2 separate regions of the Gossypium arboreum genome follow, and region 1 is linked to region 2. Evidence: chromatin contacts called from public Hi-C data. All regions are on one chromosome and are shown on one strand. Each heading gives the region's core, a stretch centred on a gene start, on an enhancer-like site or on the middle of the called end of the contact. The rest is flanking DNA. Distances are from core to core; before and after follow the strand shown.

Region 1 (6,436 bases), core at 2,160-4,659, 210 kb after region 2:
CTTAATATTTCTCCTTACCTCATCTCTTGGGGATCTAACATTAAAACTCGTTCTAATGTGTCCTTAGTAAAATTGAGTTCCCATTCTGCGGCTAATTCCTCTAACTCAACCACTATAGAACATTCATCAATTATGTTAGGAAATCGTATAGATTTAAATATGTTAAATATTACTTGGTCGTCTTGAACACGCATGGTAAGCTCATTCTTCTGCACATCAATAAAGGTCTTTTCAGTTGCTAGGAAAGACCTTCCTAAGATGATTGACACTTCTTAATCTACTTTAAAGTCTAAAACAACAAGGTTAGTAAGAAAGATAACTTTACGTACTAATACATCCTTGATTTTACCTTCCAGATGTGCTGAGGATCAATCTACTAACTGAAGCGTAACCATAGTTGGTTTAAGTTCCCCTATCCCTAGTTTCTAGAACACGGACATGGGCATCAGCTTGATACTTGCCCATAAGTCACACAATGCCTTACCACAATAAGTTTTCCCGATATTGCAGGGTATGGTAAAACATCCTAGATCCTTTAATTTTAGGGGTAGCTTATCTTACAGTAATGCACTACACTTCTTTGTCAAAGCTATTGGCTCAAATTCTCTAAGTCTCTGTTTATTGGACAAGATATCCTTTATAAATTTGACATAGTTTGGCATTTGCTCAAGAGCTTCCACCAACAGAATGTTGATGTGAAGTTGCTTGAGTACGTCTAAGAACTTCGTAAACTGGACTTTTTGTTTCTACTTCTGAAGTCTTTGAGGGTAGGGCGGTGGAAGATTATTTACTTGTGCTGGACAATTTGTCTGCTGTGACATTTCTGCGTCTAACAAAGATGTTAGTTTATCAAAATTAACTGGGTTAGAAATTACCTTATTAGTTTTTGCAAATTTTGGTTCTGGTGGAGTTGGATTTTCAACACTCAGTTGAACTTCCACTTTATAACGAACATCCGTTGGCTCCTCTACAACTTCGACAGTGTTGGGTTGTATCGTTTTTCCACTCCTTAGAGTCAATGCTTTACAATTCTCCTTTCCCATATTTCTTGGATTTTTCGTATCACTAAGCAAAGCACCTTGTGGTCGGTTCCTAAGTTCAGATGCAAGTTGACCCACTTGATTCTCCAAATTCCTTAAAATGGCATCATTCTTTGCCATATATGCCTTCAATAGGTTTTCCAAACTATTGAAAGGTTGTACTTGTGGTGGTTTTTGAACTTGTTGAGTAAATCCAGCTGGTTGGGTCAGTCTGAGTTGCAGATAAGTGTTATTGGGACCAGCCCTTTGGTTACTCCAGGAAAAATTCGGGTGGTTTCGTCAAGATGGGTTATAAAAATTGGATTGTGGTCCTTACCTACCTTGGTTCTGGTTTTGGTTACCCACCTAATACACGGATTTTAGGTTTGATGGGCAATTTTCGAACAAGTGACAATCCAACCATTGAATTAATCTATATAATTTTACTCGCCATGCATTTAAAATTTTGAATTGATCCGATATCTTTATTATACTAATCCAAAATATTATATATTAATATTTATTGAATGGTTGAAAGTTTTTATATAAACCATAGTTAAAAATTTTAAATTCACTCTGAATTTGACATGCATAATTTACATGAATGGAACATGAAATAGAATAGTTGAATTGTTAAAATATTAATAGTATAAAAGTTATACAAGAGTGTAAAAATCACTATAAAGTTACACCAATATAAATGTATCCTCTTCATATATATATATATATATATATAATATGGAGTGATTTAAAGAGGGTTTAAATTTTTCTAAATTTTTAATTTTCAAGAGTGAATTTATTTGTTTAAATATACATAAGAAAAAAATTCAAAATTTATATGAATTCAATTTTTCCTCTTCAAATTTCAATCGTAAAATTTTAAAATTTTAGATATTTTAAAAAGCTAACATTTTAAAATTTTTGAATTGTAATTGTTTTGTTTGGATAAATAATTATTTTATAAAAATTAAATTATTGAAACTTTATCAATATAAAAATAATATTAAAATAAATAGCATAATATGGATTTATTAAATTTGTAAAAATTATAAATATCTTTAATAAAATAAAAATATATTGTAATAAATAAAATTAATTTTTGAAATTTAAATTCTTTATTTTATAATGAAATTGTGTGCTTTAAATAAATTAAAATCATGAGAAATTAAAAAAACACTTTGAATAAAATTTAAAAAAATTAAACTACTCAAATCTCTTCAATTCCTCACAAATTTTAAAATTCTCTCTTATATTTATCTAAATAAATAAATTCTTTTTAAAATTTTTAAAACTTAAGTATAAATAAAATTTATTTTTAAATCTCCTATCCAAGCACATCCTCAAATAAATAAATTAATTTTTAAATTTCTGAAAGTTAATATTATAAATTATATAAATGAAAATGATTCTGCCTTCGTGTAGCATATCGAGGTTGAAATATCTTTAAACACATTTAACAAAACAAACCTTGAGAGAGAGGAGCAGACAAAGATGATTCGTTAGGAAAACATAATAGCATCGTGAAAATCAAATTTTAGGTACACCAATATCTTACATTGCATTACGTTACATTATAATTTTGATAATATTTTTATTCAATTTTAGTAATTATTTTCTCATATATATTCATCTACATAAACAGGCTGGAAAAAGTTTTGAAAGCCATGAAAAACAATTCAAGGATGGGTCTAAAGCCCCTGCTTGGCATCGTTACCCTGAAGCTTGGGTGCTTAGTTAGCCTCACCAAGCAATGTGGACAACCCTCGGACCCTTAATCTTATCGGGAGACAACTTGGCCAATGACAAAGTAAGCACCCCATTTTCAAGCTTAGCCTTTACAGTGTCCAAGTCTACGTTCTCAGGCAGCCTAAATTGTCTCCAAAACTTGCCATAGGAGCGTTCTACCCTGTGCCAATGATCGCCCTTCTTCTCTTCCTCTCTCTTCCTTTCCCCGCTCACCCTCAGCACACGGTTCTCTTCCACTTCAATCTTCAGCTCTTCCTTCTTCAACCCCGGCACATCCAACATTATCCTATGCCCCTCCGCTGTTTCCTTCCAGTCCACCCTGGCTGGAGACAGTGCCAAGCTCTCGTCCCTCTCCAGGGTAAGTGGGATTTGCTCTAACACTCGGGACGGATCAGGCAATAACAGACTGCCACTCCCTGGATCCATGAATGGCAGCAAACTCGATCCATTGCATAGGCCAACATAACACGCCAAGAGCAACAGCAAGAGCCTCATTGTGTATATATGCTGAGTAAGAGTGAACTAGATTTCTTGAATTGGAAGTCTGGAACTAGTGACTTAAAGGGAACGCTACTTCAATGTTAAATTCTATTGCCATTGTAAGAAGATTTGAGGGGATATTTATATGTGGATAAAAGTAGTGAAATTCTTGAAATTTCTGATAATGTAATTAATTTGTAAGAAACTGGGAAGATTCTAGCGATAACTAAACTCAGCAGCACAGTGCGAATCGAAAAAAGAGCAGCCGATAGGCTAGGTTCTAGAGTCTTTCATGTCTAATTACCTTTGTCTATTGGATCTATTCCAAGTTTCCTCCACAGCCCTAGTCTAGTCGGATTTAATATTTCTTTTGTTTGTATTATTATATTATATGGTTTTAGCAAAAAGATATAGCCCTTCCTTTTGGACTGGAGGGAAGATAGGTCCCAAGTTTGGATTATCATAAGGCAAGCTTTCCGTGGGCTTAGCATTAAAACTAGTTTGGATCAACATCGAAGGCCTTATGCTTTCCGGGACTAATTGCCTGCTATTCATTTGAAGGCAAGGTGAGGACAAGCCTAAGAACTACTTACTAGAACCTGCAATACTGGCTTTTGCTTGACGTGTTTCTTATTTCTATAAATGATCATATATGGATATTAGAACATTTTAACAAACAGTGTTTTGTTGTTAAGAGTTTTGACATGTTGGAAAAACTGCAAGGAACACATCAATCAGTCATGGACCATGGTGTCCTTTGCAATGCTTTAGCCAAAGCCTGGTTGCACCACATCAATAATGGTTTTCCCAAGAAAATATTCAGCGGTTTCATATTTGTGTAAACTGTAAAGTTCAACTTAAAATTTAAGAATGAGTATCATTTTAAAGTTCAATTTAATGTAAAGAATGAATTATTTTACATCTTTTTGCTTGATAGCTCCAACTTAAGTTGAACCAAATAAATATGGTTTTGTAAAAAATAGAACAATACAGTTCCATAGAAAGATTAACACGTTCTTGGCTTAGTAGTAAAATGTTATGTTGTGTTTGCTTGAGATGGCAGCATGAAGCATTGACAGACATTATTAGATTATAAATTCTGTTAGTCTGTTACTAATTTGTCATACAGGCTGGAATATTGTTAGTAAGTGGTTAGCAACAGTTAGTCATAACAGTCAGTCATACGAGTATAACAAATTAGTAACAGACTAACAGAGTCTATACTCTAATAGACATTATGAATAGTTACTACCCTCAGTCGCCATTGCTTCTCACTTTGTAATTGACAATTAGATATCTAAAGATTTACTTTTTGTCTCCCATATTTTTTTCACATGTTCACCTGACACTCACTTTTTCGTGTTTCGTTTACTACTTTTAAATCCTATCTTTACAATAACATTTTTAATTAAAAAATTATTTTCAAAAGAAAATAACAGCAAAATTTCCAATGCCTGCAGGGATTATAACATGCCAAGTAGGTTATCTCTAGTCATGCTTCTTGCAACCTAATCTGCCACACAATTACATTTCCCAAACGAGTGACTAAAATGGACAAAGGAGCAATAAGAAATAATAGATAAAATGGCATCCGCAGCAACTTTAATCACCCGGGGGGATTTGTAAGGGTCTGTGAGGGTATTAATTACAACATTATTATCTGACTCAAATGTCACATTTCTCCAGTAGCAACTCATTATCAAATTGGCACTAAGCCTTAAAAGCTACATCGTATATACACTTGCACGAATGGGTGAAATTTATTAAATTTTAATCATAAAAGTTGTCAATTTTTAAGTTTGAAAAATCAGTAGACTTGCGATAACTTTTTGGATGGAATCATGATATTTCTAGGTTAAGATGTCTTCATGGCATTTGAAGGTCTATCTCTTAGCTTCAAAACACATTTCTAATCATTCGATTTTGATTTCGAGATCTCAAGTTATGACCGTTTTAGTGAAGACTGCGAGAGCAGAATTTTTGAACAGGATTATGATGGGAATTACGAATTTCAAGCTTTCAATTCGATTTTAAATTATATTGAGTTCCAAGTTTAGGCCTAATTTTTATTATATATGAGCCCAATATTATATTTATCTACTCTTACTATTTTATTATTATTTTATTCTAAATTTTATAATTATTAAGTATTTTAAGTTATTTAGGAGTTTTATGTTAATAAGAAAGTTTAGTTTAAAACTACTTCTTATTTAGATTAAATCAAAGTTCTAGTATACTTAATAGTTTTATTTAGATTTATTTAATTTCATTATCATTCAACTTCTCTTTTGAGTTTATAAATTCTCTTTGAGTTTTTTTTTTTAAGAATTTCTCTTAAGTTTCTTTCGTAAGAGTTTTAACAATCTTTATAAATTATGGGGATCATTTTCAACCTTTTCTTATCAAGTTTTCTTTCTTGAAGGGGAAATTAGAACCACTTGAAGAGGGTTGTAGATTCTTCATATTTCTAAGGCCTCTTAGGACTTCTACATACCACGTTCTATATTTCCATCTATATTCTTTATTTTCTTTCTTATTATACTAATTGTAGATTGATTATTCTATTTTAATTATCTTAGTTATTTATTTTAATTGTTTTATCTAACTTGGATTTGATTGCGTTTCAGATTGTTTCAAAAATTCAAGTTTCTTTTCGAACGTCTAGAGCCCTAAGTCAAATCCTTGACTTTAACAAACTTTATGATCTGCTTCCGCATTCATTTGTTTCATTCTTTATGACTATGACTTCAATCACTTTGCTTGGTACCTTCTATAATCTTTCTGGCGTAGTATACCTACAATATTTTTCAGGTTTTAGTAGCAGCATCACCATTAATTTTGATTGTGTCCATCCCTTAGTTCAATGTAACTATCAACAACAGTAGACAAAAACGACAAATGAGAAATAGATTACATGTGTAAGAGATAACTTAGGATTAATTATATTTTTGTAATTATTATTTAATTATATCTGAAATTAAATTAAATAATCATTGTTGTTTAATTTTATTTGAATAATTACATATGTTTACATATAAAATCTAGTACGATCATGATTTTAACGAAATTAGAACTGAATTTTATAAATTAATCAATTATTTCCTTAAAATTATTTTATTATTAGATTAATTAAATATATAAACTTGATTTTTATTTAAATCAAAAGTGATAAACTCATAGTTAGACCTAGT
Region 2 (5,705 bases), core at 2,229-4,728:
ATATTGAAAATATACATATGCATAATATATATATAACATGATATTTAAAACACATATATATAATATATAAAATTATATATAATACACTATATAAGTATATTACATGCATACATATATATAAAATTATACATTAAGACATATAGTGAGTACATTTAATATAATAAATATAAATATTAAAATTAATAAATAACAAAAAATGAAAACAAATAAATCGAAAATAAAACAGTAAATTGACAAAGAGGGACTAAATCGAATTAAAGATCAAAGTTTAGGGCGAATTTTAAAAGAAATAAATGGCAAAGGACTAAACTGCACGCGCAAACAAGCCGAAGGGACCAAAATAGAAAATATCCCCTACTATCAAAACGCTGCGCAGCACGGAGGGGTCAAATTGCAAAGTGAAACAAATTATGGTGCCAAATTGAAAATGAAAAAACTTGATTGTAAAACCCCAGAAAAGCGGAAAGGCTAAAAGCGCAATTAGCCCTCCCGTTTTAAAAAACACGCGGATCCTGCCGGAGCGGGTGGGTCGACCTGACCCGGGGCCCAAAACGGTGTCGTTTTATTATTAAACGGAGGGGACCAAAACGGTGCGTTTTGGTCCCCTATAAAAATCAAAAATTTTTTAAAATTTCATTTGTACTGGGGGGAAAGAAAAAAAAAAGAAGAGGGAAGGAGAGAAGAGGGAGAGGGGGAGAGGAACCCGGCCATGGGCGATCACACGGGCTCATGGCTGGCAAGCACTGCCACCGTGCACAGTGGTAGAAAAGGTAATTTTTTTTTTTTTTAGTTAAATAATGTTTTATATATATATATATATATGTGTGTGTGTATATAGATGTATTTGAGTAAAAAAGGAAAAAAAACGAAAAGAAAAGAAAAGAAACGGATTCGGTAAAAAATCACCTTTTTGCCTTCAATATTGGTTATGGTATTCGGATCTCTTTGCTGTTTGAATCACGATTTATGTATGTTTGTATTGAAAGCTATTGTTGTATTTGAAACTCTTTTTATTTTCTGTTCATGTTGTTTTTTTCAAAAATCTCGTTTTTACCAATTTTCATTTGGCTTTATAGCCTGTTTTTACAATGTTTTCTATTGTTTTTCCTGTCTTTTCATCTTAAACTCCTTGCAGATGCAGAGGGATGGTAGAGACATGATCGGTGGAGCGGCGGAGCAGGCTTTTGGCAGAGGGTAAGTGGCCGAAGGTCAAGGGGTGGTTAAGGGTGAAGACTCTAGGTGCGGTGCACCCAGGGTTGGTTGCTGATTAGGGTTAGGTGTTTTGCTAGGGGTTTGGGTTAAGTTTAGGTTAGTGGGTATGGGTTAGATAATTGGGTTAAGGTTGGGCTGATATTGTATTTGGGTTTGATGGGTTAAGGTTGATGGGTTAGAGTAGTAAATGCGTTGAGGTTGGGTTAATGTTTTGTTGTATTGGGTCCAAAATTGGCCTAAACAGTTAGAATGGTAGTTCTTGATCCTTGGGAGGTACTAAATAAATGACTACCTGAATCGGGGTTTTGAACATAAAGATTCCATTGACCTAAAAAAAATAGGCCTAACCCTTGGGGATGCAGTGATACATCTAAGAAATTATTCCATCAAACATATCCCCCCCAAGATCTAGGAATAGCGACATAGACTAAGTGTCATGTCCAAGCCAAGGAACTTACTTCGAATAGTCCTGACAAATGATGATTGAGACGAGATTCGGTATTTTTAAACCACAAACCGCTCAGTTTCCATTTTGGTTGTAGGTGTAACCAACCTGCTATTAAGGATAGAGCAGAAAGAAATAATAGAAAAAAAGGCTCCAGTATAAAGATCTTCATTAGTACGTAACCCGATTGTATACCATCATTGATAAACACAAGAGTAAGCGATATTCATTGGACCAGGAGTGCCCCCTCTAGTAAAAGTTTCCGCCGCTGGTTGACCAAAATAAGAATCCCAAATTGCATGAGCAATCGACTTTACATGTAAAGGATCCTATATCCATGCCTCAAAATTTCCCTGCCAAGGTACATGAAATAGATTTTCGGAAGTCCACAGAAAAATTATTGCTAATTGCCCGAAGTGAGAAACAAAAATATTCTAATAAATACATTCCTCAATAATATCATCATGACTCTCGAAGTCATGCGCGATATTAATACCAAACCAAATACGACGATTAATGGGGTCCTGAGCTAATCATTGGCTAAACCTTGGAAATCTTAATGCCATAATGCCTTTCAAATCCTCCTAGATATTATCCTACTGTAATAATTCTTGTTAAGAAGAATGCCCATGTTGTGGCAATTCCACCCAGAAGGTAATGGGTTACCCTTACAGCACGTCCTTGTACAATGCTCAAGGCTCTAGACTGAGTAGCAGGAGCAACTTTTAATTTATTATGAGGCCAAACGAAGGATTCAATATGTTCTTGCCAATAACCACATCCGCTGAATAGAAACATTAAACTAAAAACCCATACAAAATGAGCACCTAAGTAAAGAAGGCCATATGCAGATAATGAAGAACCATAAGACTAAATTACTTGGGATGCTTGTGCCCATAAGAAATATTGTAGCCATCCATTAATAGAAATAGAACTCTGCCCAAAATTTCCTCCTGTGATATGAGTTACCACCCCTTGATCACTTATAGTACCCCAAACATCTGACTGCATTTTCCAACTGAAATAGAATATTACTACTGAAATTGAATTGTACATCCAGAATAGTCCTAAGAAGACATGATCCCAAACGGATACTTGACATGTCCCCCCTCTTCCAAGCCCATCACAAGGGAAACGAAAATCGAGATTTACTTTATCCAGTACCAAATGCAAGCTGAGAGCAAATAAAACACCTTTCAGGAGTGTCAATACCGTCATATGAATCGTAAATGCATGAATGTGATGGACCAAAAAATCTGCGGTTCCTAATGGAATAGGTAACAAAGTAACTTTGCCACTTACTGCCACTAAATCACTGCCTCCCCAAGTTAAACTGGTGCTCGCTATTGCACTAGGTGCTGAAGTATGGGTGTTATATATGCAAAGTAATAATTTTTAAAAAAATAATTATACGATGAGATTTTAAGTTGAGAATGTATCAAAATTTTAAATTATAAGTGAAATTTTGGCATGCATATCAAATTTCTTTTACATAAATTAGTCGTTAATAATTTTCTTTCTTATGTTTTAGGATTAATTTAATATTATTGGTTAAAACTTTTATTATTATAAAAGATGAAAACATTTTTCAAAAGGCAAACATTCATAGTAGATCACCATCGTAGTTTCTATAATCAAACTAAAAATGTATAAATTTAATATAAGATAAAAAGTAAATTCAAATAAAAAATGAAAGAAAATAAAATAAAATAATGAGAGTAATAGTACCTGGCAAGTACTCCTAGTTGTACCCTTCTTTCTCTCTCATCAGCATGTCATCACTATCCTTTGTTTAATTCTCTCTTTCCTCCTCTTTATATATTGCGCCCCTCACTCTCCTTCCTCCCTACTCTCTCCCTCTCGTCTCTTCTCTTCTTCAACCAAAACTAAACAGCGACGAGGACTCCACAACCACGATTGGTACTAACTAATTGCTTCACCTTCACACTCGAAGATTCCACTTCTTTTCTTTTCTTTTCTTTTTCATAAAACGCCAAATGAAACAACTCATCCGCCGTTTCTCCCGCGTTGCCGATTCTTCCTCCCAATACAGGCTCCTCCGTTCCGACACCTCCAACAGAGAACGCGCCACCCCCACGCGTTCAGCCGAATCATTCCTCATCGCTGTCTCCTCGGTGAAAAAGCCGGGACGGCGGTCGGTTCCCCAAGGCCATGTGCCGGTGTATGTGGGGGAGGAAATGGAACGATTCGTTGTGAACGCCGAGTTGCTGAACCACCCGGTTTTCGTTGGGTTGCTTAATAAGTCGGCTCAGGAGTATGGGTATGAGCAAAAAGGGGTGCTTCGTATTCCCTGTCACGTGCTAGTTTTCGAACGGGTAATGGAAGCCTTGAGACTTGGGGTTGAGTCACGTGACCTCCAAGATCTGCTTCGTTCTTTCTCCGACGACTGTTGTTTTCTCGATTTCTAGGAGGAATAGAAAGGACATTTAAAACGCCGTCGTTTCCGCTTGTGTAAATATATATAGAAAGGTTAAAAGGAAGAAAACTGAAGAAATTTTTAGGGTTTTCTTTTTTTTTCTTTTTTTTTTTGTAGTCCTTCCCTGTAAAGAGGACTGCACAGAAATGGAGAAATTGCCTTTTTCCCCTATATATTTGATTTAATTTATTTTTCTTTGTTTAGAAATTCATTCTGAAAGGAAAGCCGAATGTGAGACAAGGTAAAGTTTGAGACTCTGACAGCTATCATTCATGTGCTTAGCGGTTATATAATGCAAAAATTTTTCTGTTTGTTTTGAAGGAAAAGTGAAAGGGAAAATTAGCAAATTTGAATTACAAAAACAATATTTTTAATTTCCTTTGATGCTTGGAAAATCACGAATAACCCCAAAAGAGGTTCTTGGTTCCATTCATTGTGAGGTTTTCCTGCACTTCACAAAATATAAATTATAGTCTTTCTTTTCTTTTATTTTTTTCAAAGAATTATACTCTTTATAGACAGTATAATTGGGATAATAATATAGGTTGAAAATCACAAACAAGAACAAAACAATAGGGGGCAGATCTCAAATTTGGCGAAACATTAGGTGATTATTGTCTACTCCAATGTATTCTGTGACGGTGGCTTGGGATCACAACGGAATGGAGGTAGGGGTAAAGAATTGTTGTTGGATAAAATGACTGATTTTCATTAATAGATTATATAATTAGAAGATAAACTAAACAATCATCATAGCACTTGTAATTAAGGAGTAGGGAATTGTTTATTATATTAAAAATAGTGCTTCATGTCATTTTATTTCATTTATCATTTTTAATTTAATAGTATGATATAATTATGTGATATTAAATTTCACAATTACTTTCACATTCATCAAATTCAAACTTTAAATACTGATTTAATCCTATAATTATTTAATTTAATATTATAAAAGGATATATCTATAATTTTGTTCATCAACATAAACTCGGTTTACATTATTCTTTAAATATACAACATATTCATACATATATGATGTTAGTATATAAATTTAGTACATATTAGAAATTAGCAGAGTCACCATCTTGAGAACTTTTTTAAAAAATCATTAATATCAGATATAAGAGTTATTTTGGTGGTTTAAAATTTAATTAAAAGATACGTCTACTTTTTTTAAATAATTTATTTTTTAAAATTTTAAATAAATTTGATAGGTTAAAAGTTTTGGTTAAAATATATAATTAGTTTTAAAAGAAAAAATTGATAAAAGACTTAATTATTTGTATATGCTTTCATTTTATAAATATTTTATTATTATTATTATTGAGTTAACTCATGATACTAAGTCAATTAAATATTTTATTGTAGTACAGATATTAAACAGGGTGTTAATAAGGGAATAGAGGTATCCAGGGGCCGGTCCCAACCAAAATCTTAGGCCGTTTGCTAGGCTCGGCCCAAAAAATAAGCTTAAAATTTTACTCAAGTCCTGTCGAATAAAAACTCTAAAACCAGTATTCGACCCGTAATAAATTTTTTATATAAATTTTTCAAAAGTATAATACATCAAAATACTAAACAACATTAAAATAAATGTTTCCCAACAACTTG

The links. Hi-C and Micro-C count contacts between places; a contact is called where the count stands out from the background.
Region 1: a contact with region 2 is called in a Hi-C map of leaf, with 1.8 times the contacts expected there. The contact joins the promoter of LOC108463332 here to the promoter of LOC108463107 in region 2. A contact is called at or near these places in 2 of 5 Hi-C or Micro-C datasets (both in leaf).

The regions. Positions count from the first base shown.
Region 1 is chr13:104,309,368-104,315,803 of ASM2569848v2, forward strand. It overlaps LOC108463332 (22.0 kDa class IV heat shock protein-like), which reads right to left and starts at 3,410. Exons shown (of 1, transcript XM_017763283.2): 1 at 2,608-3,410. The coding sequence starts at 3,260. The coding sequence ends at 2,760.
Region 2 is chr13:104,095,507-104,101,211 of ASM2569848v2, forward strand. It overlaps LOC108463107 (auxin-responsive protein SAUR71-like), which reads left to right and starts at 3,479. Exons shown (of 1, transcript XM_017763055.2): 1 at 3,479-4,420. The coding sequence starts at 3,655. The coding sequence ends at 4,086.